2 separate regions of the Mus musculus genome follow, and region 1 is linked to region 2. Evidence: chromatin contacts called from public Hi-C data. All regions are on one chromosome and are shown on one strand. The core of a region is the stretch at or near the end of the contact, and the rest is flanking DNA. Distances in the headings are between cores, read along the strand shown.

Region 1 (6,716 bases), core at 634-3,133, 130 kb after region 2:
TGAAGAGTTGATGGGCAGATGGGCACACTAACCATTGAAGATAGTTGCTGGGCCCTTAAAAGTGACAGAATATGATTCTGCAAACATACCATTTCCAACCGTACCGTGGCCATACTTAGAAATAAGGCATCTTTTATGTGTTTCTGTGTCATTTTAAGCAAAATGGGTAAAGAATGAGCTTGTCTGTACCTGACCACACTCAGGGTCACGTGATGCAAGTGTGCCTTAAAAATGCAATTGTTTCAGTCCTGGGTTTGTCTGAAACTCTAGATTTCCAAATCATGCCAACACTGCAAGGTGAGTTGCCAGGCTTCACAGGGACTCATGGTGAGAGGGGTGCAGACTCCAGGACCCCCCACTAAACACAGGGAATAGAAGAGTTAAGGCTGGAGACGCTGCAGAGCTGAGGATGTGGGAAGTGATGTTCTGTGGGTCCCCTGTACTCTCCAGGAGAGACAACTTTGCTCTCCTCCACTCCGAGTGTTATCAAAGCTCAGTATTTGCCCAACAGGTCTGAAGCAAGTCTGCAGGGATGGGAGCATGGGTATCCTCCTCTCCTGTCCAGGTCTCTGCTGTCTGAGGGTGTGATCTGCATCCCCATTCGATCTGCTCCCCAACAAGACATCTCAGGTTGCTGTTGTTGTCTTTTAACTTACCTTGGGAAGATAACTCTCTTTGACTCTAAATATGCCTCCAGACATTTCTGAATTTGGTCAAGTAATGCGTTATTGTTTTGAAAAGTCTCCAGAAGTCCTATATTAAAAAAAAAAAAGTTGGCCAAATTGTATTAAAATAGAGAATATGATTTCAAATGAAAGCAAAAGATATTAGCATTTTAAAAGTCTTTGTTTTGTTTGGTAGAATAGTGAATAATAAAATGGGAGTACTGTTAGAGAAGCTTAGTTTTTTTAAAAAAATTCTTCTTTTCATGTATGTGGTATGTATACATGTTTGCAGGAGCACATGTATATGTGTGTGGGTGTGTGTCTGCAGTTATGCACGTGTCTGTGTAGTCAAGGCCTGGCACTGATATGAAGACTCTTCCTTGATGGTTCCTTTACCCTTTTTTTGAGGCAGGGTCTCTCAGCCAAACCCAGAGTTCCCATCTTGACTCACTTAGCTCACTCTGGGTATTCCCTGTCTCTGCCTTCAGGTTTTATAATGCATCCAGGGATGGATGGCGTGTGAGCCACAACCATCACCCTGTATCTGAGCAGGTTCTGGGGGCCTGAACTCCAGCCTTCTTACTTGTGTGGCCATTACTTTAACTGCTAAACCATCTCCCAGCCCAAGAATTATTACACTTAGTTGATTGTAATCTTCTAATATTTACCTCGCTAGAACAGTGCTTTTAATTTAAAATAATTTTGGCAGGCATCCTCTGCTTTTAGGGGGCCGTGAGCCAGCGTCTAGAACATCCCTATTCTTTGCCACTCTCCTTTTATAAAATGTTAACTAATTTACTTATTTATCTTTAAATTTTCTGAGCATTGGTGTTTTGCCTGCATGTGTGTCTGTGTGAAGGTGTCAGATCTTGGAGTTATAGACAGTTGTGAGCTGCCATGTGGGTGCTAGGATTTGAACCCCATTCTTCTGGAAGAACAGTTAGTGCTTTTAACACTAACCCATTTCTCCAGCCCCTCCTTGTCAGCTTCTTATTGGCATGTTTTCTGTCATGGTTAAGTGCTAGGTGTGGTGATGGCTATTATTCTTCATTATTAAACTGGAACTCCTTAGGCAGTGGCCTTCATGACTCTTCATCTTTGTACCTTTGATACTGATCACATTGCCTGCTTTCCTACCTGCCCAAGACTCAAATCCCAGATCAGTGTCTTCTGAGACCCTATATAGTCAACAGCGCCATCTAGTGGCCAGCCACCTACTTACACACACTGGTCTTAGCCTTGTGTCCTAAGCAAGACTCAATCTCCAAGCACTCCACTCCAGCCCAGATGGGACTCCATCTGGCAACTTTCTAAGCATGTGTGTATCTTAGGGACCTCACATCATTCTTTATTCTTCCCTCTGCCATCAACAATTCTCCTTCTGAGCCACAGAAACTTTTACTCACTCTTTCCTGAAAGTTTCTGCTCAAAAGCCATTTTAATATATGTATGCATACAGACATGAATGCACATATACACACATACACACATACATACACACGCACATTCATGCACAGATATATGCATACACACATTTACACATGCACACATACATACACACACACACACACACACACACACACACGTGGGCACTACATGCATGCTTTTATGCATGCAAACACATACACACACACATACTAGCCCATAGACACTCCCTTATTCTACTTTAATATTTTCCATGGCTTTATCATCAGCTGGAATCAGATTTATTACAGGTGTATACTAATTTATTTGAAGTCTTTAAGGCCAGATGTATTTTGGAATCATATTCTTTTTTATTTCAAAAGACTATTTCCATTTATCAACTGATAAATTCTGTAAGAATCTCTGGGCAATGAACATAGCTCACAAAGTTGCCTTTTTGAGGCAGGGACGGTGTCTGAGACTATGGCCCATCAGAGTCACACGCTGCCATTAGCCATAGGACAAGCCAGCTGTCCAAGGCTTTGGTATAGAGTGTAAACCTCAGTGAGTATACACTGTTAAAACATTCCAACCCCGATGCTGTGGGAGGACATGACATCTCCAGTGGTGCAGCCACCAGCAAGACAGCCGCTATCCTGTAAACAACACTGAACTCGTCGGTTCACACACACAAAGACATGGGAGTGGGAGGGGACTGGAGGGGGATCAGCAGAAGTGGGATGAAGACCAGAGAGGGCAGTGGGGCTGAATATGAATATGATAAAATACATGACATGCATGCATGAAAGTGCCATAGTGTAACTCGTCATTATGTATAATTACTATATGCTAGGAAAAAATCTTTAAAACAATTTCGATCTGTTACTTGAATTGCAACAAGTGGAAATTATATATATATAATAGTGTAGTCCTGGCTATCCTGGAACTTGCTCTGTAGATCAGGCTGGTCATACAAAGATCTGTCTGCCTCTGTCTCCTGTGTGCTGGGATCAAGGGTGTGTCTGTCCACCACTGCCAGGTGCATAAGTGGTAATATTTTTAATTCGTTCTAGTGAACAAGCCGAAACTGGCCAGTGAGATCTTTAGAGGTGATGCACATGTCGGACAAGCAGGGAGCCTCCCTGTTCTACTTGTTTGCCTTGGGGTTTCTACCTGGCTGAGTCGCAGCCCGGAGCGCGTTAGGCAGCCGGTTGACCTTCCTCATGATTTCCTTCCATGACTTATCCACCTGAAGGAACATCTTGGCTTCTGCAGGCAGCTGCCTCTGAATGTCTGGGGCATTAAAGATGCTTTCTAGGTAGAGCCAGTTTCTCTGACAGTTCAGCCACTCTTCCTGGAGAAAAACATGGGACTGTCAACCTGGAGCTTCCAACTGGATAATCACTGGTTAGACTGGAGATTGTGGCTTTGGGAATTACTACATCTTTTCCTTGGGAGAGGCCCCATAAGTTCTTCGAAACAAAATTTCTTAAAAGAGCCCAAGATTCTGTCCAGCCTGACTCCATCCACCCTCTCTTTCCACTGAAGATGATTACGAGTCAGCTGTGTGGAAAGCCAGAGGGGTCCCATGACTCATGATTAAATGTGTAGAGGAAGCATTCTGTTGGGAGGCAAGATGATCTCCTGCAGAAGTTTGAAAGGCAGGTGGGCTACAGGTTCATGATGACTCCTAAACACATACAAGCCCAGCCTAGGACCACCCAGGGAGAGAGTCTTAGTGAGGAGTTATCCAGATTGCCATATCTTAGGAATAGCACAGCTATGGGATTCCCTGAGCAGAGGAACCCAGTACAAGCCAGGATCACTTCCTAACCCACACAACTATGGGACTCCAGATGTATTGTACCTAACTAATAATTATGTTGCTAACAAATGTATAACTCTAATTTTGTGATATTTTTTCGCCTATCAAAATAATTTACCAATGATGATAAAAGTGACAGTATGATGTAAACAGCCAAATACATGTGTGCTTTCTTCTCATTCTGAACATAATGTCAACAATTAAATCCTATACTTCTGAATTATATATTAAAACAACAATATGTGTGTGTGTGCATTCACACACATACATATATGCACACATATAATGGTGTTGTGGAGCAAACCCAGAACTTTGTACATGTTGGTCAATCCTTCTACCTCTGAGCTGCGTCCCTCGCCCCACAGAATCAGTATTTCCGAAGGCTTTGTGGCTCTCCAAATCAGAGTCCAGGAGCTGAAACTGCCCCTACTTACCAGTGTTTGATTAAATAAGGAAAGCTGTTTCTGCCAGTCATCCACTCGAGACTTCAGGGGACCCACATACCGGGATGAGGCAATGGTTGCAATGTTGATGGTGCTATCATCAAGTAGGACCTTCAGGGAGAAGAGGCCAGGACACAGGCAGACGCATGAGTCCTTGAGCTCAAGGTATTTGCAATTCCAAGGGCCCGTTTAAGGATAACTCATCTGAACAAGTACTATAGGCCCACCTACAGCTTCCTACACAGACAACTGCAAAGCTTGTTCTTTCACTGTGCTTACAACCCTGTGTATTCTCTCAAAGGTCACTAGGGGACACTTAACTAAGAGACTGTGTGTGTGTGTGTGTGTGTGTGTGCGCGCACGTGAGTGCATGCATGCCTGTGCCCTTGTATGCATAGGAATTCGCATGCTCATAAATGCACATGCATGTGGAGCCCAGAGGTCAACCTAGGATGATGTTCCTCACTTCCGTTTTGAGACAGCATCCCCCAGTGGGACCCAGGACTCTGCTTAGACTGGATGGTCAGTGAGCCCCAGAGATGCACACGTCTCTGACTCTTTAGTGCTAGGATTGTGAGCACGCATCACCTCCCTGCTCCATCCCAGCTTTCTAAAGTGTGAGTGGCGGGACTTGAAGTCAGGTCTTAAAGCTGGTATAGCAAATGTTTACTGACGAAGCCATCTCTGAGCCCCGGATTCTGCAGTCATTAATGGCATATGTTTGATTAGTTTAATGTTCTTCTCTTGCCCTCAACATTAGGCGACTGGCACCCCCTTTATACAATGTAGTTACTCTGGTGGGCTTTCATCTGTCAAAAGACGAAGCTGAATCCTCTGGAGGAAGCGTTCACAGCACCTTCCTCCCGACTGCTCCCCACACACAACAGCATCCCTCATAAAACATGCCAATCTAAAAAAATGTGTTGGTCTGAAACATTGAGTCGTTCATTGCAGCCCCGCCAACCGGCCCTTAACTTGCCTTGTTCACCAGCATTCATAGAATGATGTCTGATTTGCCCTCTACCAACAATTCCATCTATATTTCTGTCTTGTGGCCATTCTTATACTATGGCTTTGTCTTTTAAGTTGGGCTGTGGGACCCCTTCCCTTTGCCTTTAGATTTTAAGTGACTTAATGCTCAAAGTATACGGGTTAGATTTTATCCACCTGAACAGACAACATCGAGTTTAACTTCTCAGCCTGCTGTGCACTCGAACTGCTCGCTCCTGTTATCTTGCTGTGTTTGAAGTTCCCCCTACCCCGTTCTCCACCTCCCATCTTTAATGTCGGTTGTCCTGGCTGATCTGATGGAGGAAAGACTCTTCTACTACTTCGCATATAACTGATCACGTTATTTTAATTATTTCCTCAGCTATAGGCCTGGAACTCCTACACACACACACACACACACACACACACACACACACACCATTTTATTACTTTGGTAAATATTTGTGAATAAGCATTTGTGTCAATTATTTACATCTTGTTTTCCAAGTTAGTTCTTCCTTAGTGACTCATAGTTCATTTCCTTACCTTAGTCTTTCACAGAAGCTGCAGGACGTATGGTCAGGACTTTTTATCACAAAATTGCTCTCCTCCCCCTCCAGTTCTTTTCTTCATTTTGAGGCAGTCTTATTATCTATGCCTGGCTAACTTAGAACTTGCTACGTAGCTCAGGCTGGCCTTGAACTTATAGTAATCCTCCTGCCATTGTTTCCCAAATGTTGCAATTACAGGCATGAGCTCCCATCCCTGATTTACCACAAATTTCCCATAACCCGATTACCTACCTGTATGTCATCTGTGCCACCCAGGATAAATACGTCCTTAGAGTCACGGTGAGGAAGGATGACAAATTCCGTGGTTTTCCAAGAGTCTTCCACCTTGTAAATAGTTTAAGCATTAGGGATTCTAAATTCATGAGTGTCTAGCCACACAATAAAGGCACTTGGAAAGAAGTGAGGAGAAACTATAACCGCCCTATTTCCCCCCTTACGACCCCTGCCATTCTCAAGATCCTTTTCTTGGTTGGAAGCCACAGATTTTCTTGGTTTCAGTTGACTACTCTTAGTACAGATGAAATGCTGGTGATCATGTGCACCTGATGCTTTTAGGGGAAGGAAAATGGTCTTTTTATTTAGACACCTGGCAGGCAGGCAGGCATTGTTAGGATAAGGAGATGGTACTGTAAGTAGGAAATTCTTCTTAATGTATTTGAAGGCAATTAGCTTTCTCTGGGAGTTCAGAAAATAACACAATTTTCTGTAAATAAATAAATAAATAAAAAATCTCTGGCATGCAGTTCTTTATAAAAGCTGGCAAACAGCCGACCTTGCTGCTGTTGAGTTCTGGTTAGGCTATAGGATGAATATATAA
Region 2 (5,860 bases), core at 1,676-4,175:
TCTCTCCATGATCCATAGACACTTTCATTACATTTAGCATGTTAAGCATCTCACTAGATGCTGGGGATGGGTTGGTTTTGTCAGAGGGGCTGTACGGAATAGTTTTTACACTACCCACTCCTGCGCTATTTTGTATTTACACATTTACTGGGTCTCGTAGGGAGAATCCGAGTGACATGGTAAGTGTAGAGCTTGCTTTGGTTGTGCCTGGAACAGAAATGTTGATCTCTGTCCAGCTGTCATCCCCTGGCCAACTCTGCATCTCTCACCTGATGGTCCCCTTTCTGTCCCCTTGGGCCTTGGAATAGCTCACAAAACTCAGAATAATTATCCAGGATTGGATGGGACCGAGAAGGAGTAGTACGTATGTGTCATCTGGTTTAATGGTAGCTGGATCGCCTGGATTTTAAGCTCTGGCTTCCCTTCCTTTCCTGGTGTATATGGTATGTGTTTGTGAGTTGTCTGTGTATGTCACATGTGCAGCTGCCCTCTGAAGTCCAAAGACAGTGTCTTTGGATCTCCTACAATTGAAGTTATAGGCTGTTGTAAGTCACTTCCTATGAGTGCTGGGGACCCGACTTGGGTCTTCTGCCAGAGAAGCAAGTGCTCCTAGCTGCTGAGCCTTCTCGCTAGCTCCTCTATCAAGGAGCCCCCTAGAGTGGGAACTCGTGCCACGGGCAGTCTGTCTGGCATGTTCAATCAGTGGCGTGTGTGCTGCATGTGACTGAGAGCTGTGCATGTTTCCCAACACAAAATCATAAGCTTACTTAAAAAAATTGTGATGGGCAGAGGGATGGTTCCATGGGTTGGCCACAGAAGCCTCATGGTTCTGAATCCTCCAGAACCAATATTAAAAGTCAGACATCGTGGCATGTCTGAAACCCCAATGCACTCTTTCTAGGACATGAAAGGCAGAGACAGAAGAATTGCCAGAAGCTCAGTGGACAGCTATGTTGGCATACGTAGCAGCAAGCAAGAGAGAGACCCTTCTCAAAGTGGAGGGTGAAGATTGCCCTCTGATTTTTACGTGTGTACCATGGTGGCATGCATGGGCCCACATTCACACACACATACATGGACACACAAACGCCATACACACTTGTACACTAGCAAGACTTTCTTTTCATGGTTTCATGGTAACTCAGTTGCACAGCTCTCTCAAGGGTGAGCTTTGTGTGTGACAATGTCATGTTACAATATCTAAAGGTTGTTGCTGTTGGTGGTGCTGGGTTTTTGAGATCCTTAATTAGGTCTAGAAACAGGAGTATCAGGGCCATGTGCCTAATGTGGACTGTGGGCCTCTCCTACAAGTGTGACCAGGAAGGGATCCTGTGTGAATGAGGGGCCAACGCTGGCTCTCCCCAGGCCTTCAACGACACACTGGAGAGAAGCAGTCTAGCCCGGCTTTCACATAGAGTTGGGGGTTCGAGGTAATAGGGGTGTGTGAATCAGGAGCCTCCACATCACAGCCGGGGTTTCCAACAGAAATAACTCAAAACGACTTTATTTTAGGTCATGGGAGAAATAACAGCCACAGCTGCCATCCTTAAGTCGACTCAGAGGTCACTTCCTCCTCATCAGGGAAGACTTCTGGATCGGCGAGGCTCCCACTTACTCACTCAGCTGGCAGAGCAACGCTGACCCCTTGGAGATCCAGTAATCACTGATCCTCTTGGAGGGTAAGAGGACAGTCACCACAAAGTTGGTTGAATGGCCTGAGAAATGATATGGGGGTGGTGGTGGGGTGGTGGGAGGGTGGGGGTGGTGGTGGGGGTGGGGTGGTGGGGGTGGGCAGGGTGGGAAAGAAGAGATGTTATTTAAACAGTAACCTCTGGATTCACGGAGATAAGATTACTGAGAGTCAAGAGGCTCTAGCTCCAGACCTGGCTGAACCTGAAGATGCTGGGCACAGCCCTCTGAAGGTTCTAGTTTTGGGCGATAAGAAAGGAGATTTTGGAATACATGGTGCTTTGAGGCCTCTCTGGCTTAGAGCTTATATCTTCCTGAGTATGTTTCAGGTTTTCTGTAGGTTGAACCTAGGAGCATTGGGCTGAGATTCAGGCCTGACTTAGGGGTTTCTAATGGTAGGTAGGGCATCTATACATGTGGTCGTCTATTTATCTGCCCTTCCTTCACTCCATCCTACACTGGAAAACTCTTGGGCTCCTGGGATGAACAGGTACGGGGACAGGCATTTTGTCTTCAGTGTGTAACCGTTCTGTGCAGCAAGTCACTCTTCAGGAGTTCTTTCCCTTCTGTGGCTGTCTACGGGGCCACTGAGAAGAAGATGGTGCCCTCGGATGGCGATGGCTCCTTCTGCACCACTCTCTCAGATTCCATCGGTGTGGAATGGACATCAGGGAAGGCAGCCTCGGACCCAGCAGAGGGTGCCTCTACCTTTTCACCTTTCTGGCCCATTGGATTCCTGGCTTTCCAGTGCCACAGCATGGCAAGCCGCTCTAGACACCTTCCCTGTGTATTTACTGGTTTTATGCAGTCCAGAAATTTGTCTCCATGCTTCTATGGGTGCCGGCCCAATGCAGGCAATCAGTGCCTGGAGTATGTGAGGCCTTCCCTGGGTCTGGAGGAAGACTCAGGATACAACTAAACCCCTGCATCCACTGACTGGGTTTAAGCAGAATCAATTCCCTGTTGGCCAGAAATGAGTGTAGCTGCCTTCCAAAATCCCCTCCCACTCAACCTCCCGGCGCCCTACTAAGGGATTTACTGTCCAATCTGCTTGGCTCACAGTTAGACAAGAAGCACCTCCAAGGGGTAGATGATTGGGACAGACATGTGTGTGTGTCTCATGTCACGTGCCCTACGCCGACATCCTGGAGGGCTGATGTCAGAGGTCTTGTGCTTCTGACAAACAGGATGGCCATGACACACATGCTGTGTAGTGGACTGCCGTTCAAGAAAGCAAAGGCTGGCTGCTTACTACAGAGGGATGGAGCGTGACTGGAAGGTTAAGGACAGTGCTGGGCAGGCATAGACATGTGGATCTCTATGAGCTGGAGGCCCAGCTTGGACTACGTGGCAGGTTCCAAACTGCCAGGGCTACGTAGTGATAGTGAGACCGGCTCAAAACAGATGGATGGATGAATGAGAAAGAAAAGGATGCAGAAATAAAGGCTGTGTTCCCACAGAAGGGATTTAATGGGCTTTAGAACTACAGAACCTGCTCACCAAAGCTGCTGTCTGCAGGCAGGACCAGGGCCTGCACCGCAGGGGCTTAGCTGAACTTACTCTGGGGGTGGATGGGGACCCCTTAGTGAGGAAACATGTTTTACATCTGAGAATAATTCAGGTGTTCATCACAATGGGAACCTGCTTTCGTCCTTCTTCATGCTGCTACAGTTAACAAGAGACTTGGACCGCCTTTAATTCAGCTTGCCTTGAAAACAGTACTATTGTGTTGTTCTAAACCAGACTGAGAAATTGTTAGAGCGCTCTCAGAGGTTAGCTGGGTTCACTGTTCATGTTTGATCATGCTTAGCTTTTCTTTTTTTGTGGAAAAAAAAATTAAAGCATAAATGGTCCTTCCTTATCCATCTCATGATACACACTTCACATGCCTTGTAGATTATTTTGAAGAAATATTACGTAAAAACTTTTGCTGCATCTATTTTGGTATGTGTCTCTAAATCCTGACTATTAAAGGCACAAATATCATAGCTAAAATATTACTTTCTAAGAGCTGTTCAAATTTTTCTAGTGTGCATACATACATGTATAAACTCATTATACACACACACTGTATGTATATATATGCATATATATACACACACACACATATATATATACACACATATATATATACACACATATATATATACACATATATATATATATATACACACATATATATATGTATATGTTATATTGGTACTTGACAGTTACTTAGATTCAGAGTTTAAATAAGGGCCACACTCCACAGCAATGATGTGTGTCCTAAATCACTTTTAACAATAAATTAAAATTGTAACTATAAATCTGCCTCTTTGCCACTCACTACAATATATTTGTTGACACAAACAGGTTGGTTCCACTAGGAGTCCCAGAATCTCCTATCTTTGTGAAGGAAGAAGGTTTAGGCACAGGGATGAGCTCACGCTCAGGTTTAAACGCCCTCTTCTGGCCAAAAGACGCTACTACATTTACTCACATGTATACTATTACATAAAATAAAATGTACACTATTACATAAAAATAAAATTTTATATTAAATCATTGGTAGACACTTGAAGCTTAATAACCAATTTTTAAAATGCTTAACCAACCCCTAATGGAATGGTTTTAATAATTGCCACATCCTAAAAAGTCAATCAGATGCTCACCCGCTTCCTGATGGAGGTCCAGGCCACTGTAAAATGTTCCATTCTCTCTTAGCATCATGTGGGCCTTGGGGACCAGACTCAGGTTGTTAGGCTTGGTGACGAGAGCCTTTACCACTGAGCCCTCGCCCCGGCTCACATCTCATGTCATATGTTTTCTTTCTCTCCGCTTCCATTTTGTAGGACTGCAGCCCAGGCCCACTCGGAGTTTTGGAACCCAGCTTTTTCCACTTAGTTCATTTTAAAACCGCTTTTCTATGATAGACCAGACTGGCCTTGAATTTACGGAGGTCTGCCTGCCTCTGCTGGGGTTAAAGGTGTGTGCCACCTTGCCCAGCAACATTTGGGTTTTGATTGAAGTTTTTATTTAGTTATTATGTGTACAATTAGAAAGTATTCATTTATTTTTATGTATGTGGGTGTTTTGCCTGCTTGTCTGCCTGTACCCTACACGTGTGCAGTACCATTGGTATACAGAAGAGGGCACTGGATCCTCCGGAACTGGAGTTACTGATGGTTGTAAGCCACGTTGTGGGTGCTGAGAATCAAACCTGGGTGCTGTATAAGAGCCTCAAGTAGTGCTCTTAACTGCTGGACCATCTCTCCAGCCCCACGGACAGATCTTAAGAACACGCTCACCTGTGGTTGAAAGTGTTCCTGCCCGGGCTCCTGTTTTGTAGAGTGGGGAGTGGTAGAGTGTGTGGACTGGCTCATAGTTTTGTTTTGGTTCAAAGTGAACTACAGGCAGCATGGGGTTCATCTGTCCTGGCAATGCGTCTTCTATGACCATGTCTTTATCATCCCACCGAGAAGCATCCATGAACATTCCATGAACAAGAACCCCATCTTCAGGAGAGGGCAACTGAAAGAAACTCAGAAGTTTAGAGGTGAGCAGAGGAGAAGAGATTAACAGTTTGAGGTATTGCCCGTGTCCCACCTTTTCAACAAGTACCTCTAAAGACCAGTACCTTATTAGAGAAGGGTACCCTAAAGATTTGAGGGATGGGCTACCCTCATGCTCAGTTTGGTACTGAAGTTGATACTGTCCATACCCCACCAGGATGCAGAGTTGGAGCTACCCACTGGAAAAACCAATTATGGCTACTTTAGACCACCTAACATTATGAGTAAGGACTTTTCTCTTCCTCTTGAGAAGCAGAGTGAGGCAAAGGCTGGAATGACCCCCTGTTTTTCTCAGAATCTGGGCTCCCTTCTAGAAGACAAATTGTATGTCTGCAATACTATTTGAAGAGTGCAAAAGCCATCAGGACCGCCTCTCTAGCAGATACCTATTACTTATTTACTGTGGTTATAGAAGGAAGAGGTATGCAGCTAGCGTTTCAGTTCTGCCAGGAGGGGGGCTGTGTAACTGCTAGAGACAGATTTGGTCCATAATATTACAGTGGGTTTTTGTGAGTGAACTCTGTGTTGGCTCTATGGCATGTGCCACTCCGTTCTGAGAGACCTGTCATTAGCCCACTGCAGATGAGAACACCTAAGTTCAGATTCATGAGCTAATTGTT

What was found. Hi-C and Micro-C count contacts between places; a contact is called where the count stands out from the background.
Region 1: a contact with region 2 is called in a Hi-C map of bone marrow-derived macrophages, with 3 times the contacts expected there. The contact joins two enhancer-like sites. A contact is called at or near these places in 3 of 15 datasets of contacts at CTCF or cohesin (the NIH/3T3 cell line and embryonic stem cells), 77 of 484 Hi-C or Micro-C datasets (the AML12 cell line, B cells, the C2C12 cell line and 41 more), 4 of 115 datasets of contacts at active chromatin or transcription factors (bone marrow-derived dendritic cells, embryonic stem cells and extraembryonic endoderm stem cells) and 3 of 9 other capture datasets (adipose tissue, embryonic stem cells and liver).

What each region holds. Positions count from the first base shown.
Region 1 is chr6:73,152,013-73,158,728 of GRCm38.p6, forward strand. It overlaps Dnah6 (dynein, axonemal, heavy chain 6), which reads right to left. Exons shown (of 77, transcript NM_001164669.1): 20 at 6,131-6,223; 21 at 4,329-4,448; 22 at 3,243-3,423; 23 at 657-753. Among named protein-coding and RNA genes, the nearest start is that of Gm24533, 14 kb to the left of the region's middle. Within about 2 kb of position 1,884, at least 5 of the 459 cell types and tissues checked have an H3K27ac peak or open chromatin away from gene starts, as enhancers often do. A contact at or near this core is called in bone marrow-derived macrophages, where this site is marked.
Region 2 is chr6:73,016,131-73,021,990 of GRCm38.p6, forward strand. It overlaps Dnah6 (dynein, axonemal, heavy chain 6), which reads right to left. Exons shown (of 77, transcript NM_001164669.1): 76 at 4,977-5,199; 77 at 1,476-1,715. The coding sequence ends at 1,612. It overlaps Gm20560 (a long non-coding RNA gene), which reads left to right. Exons shown (of 4, transcript XR_001785283.2): 2 at 1,513-1,679. Among named protein-coding and RNA genes, the nearest start is that of Gm20560, 7.2 kb to the left of the region's middle. Within about 2 kb of position 2,926, at least 5 of the 459 cell types and tissues checked have an H3K27ac peak or open chromatin away from gene starts, as enhancers often do. A contact at or near this core is called in bone marrow-derived macrophages, where this site is marked.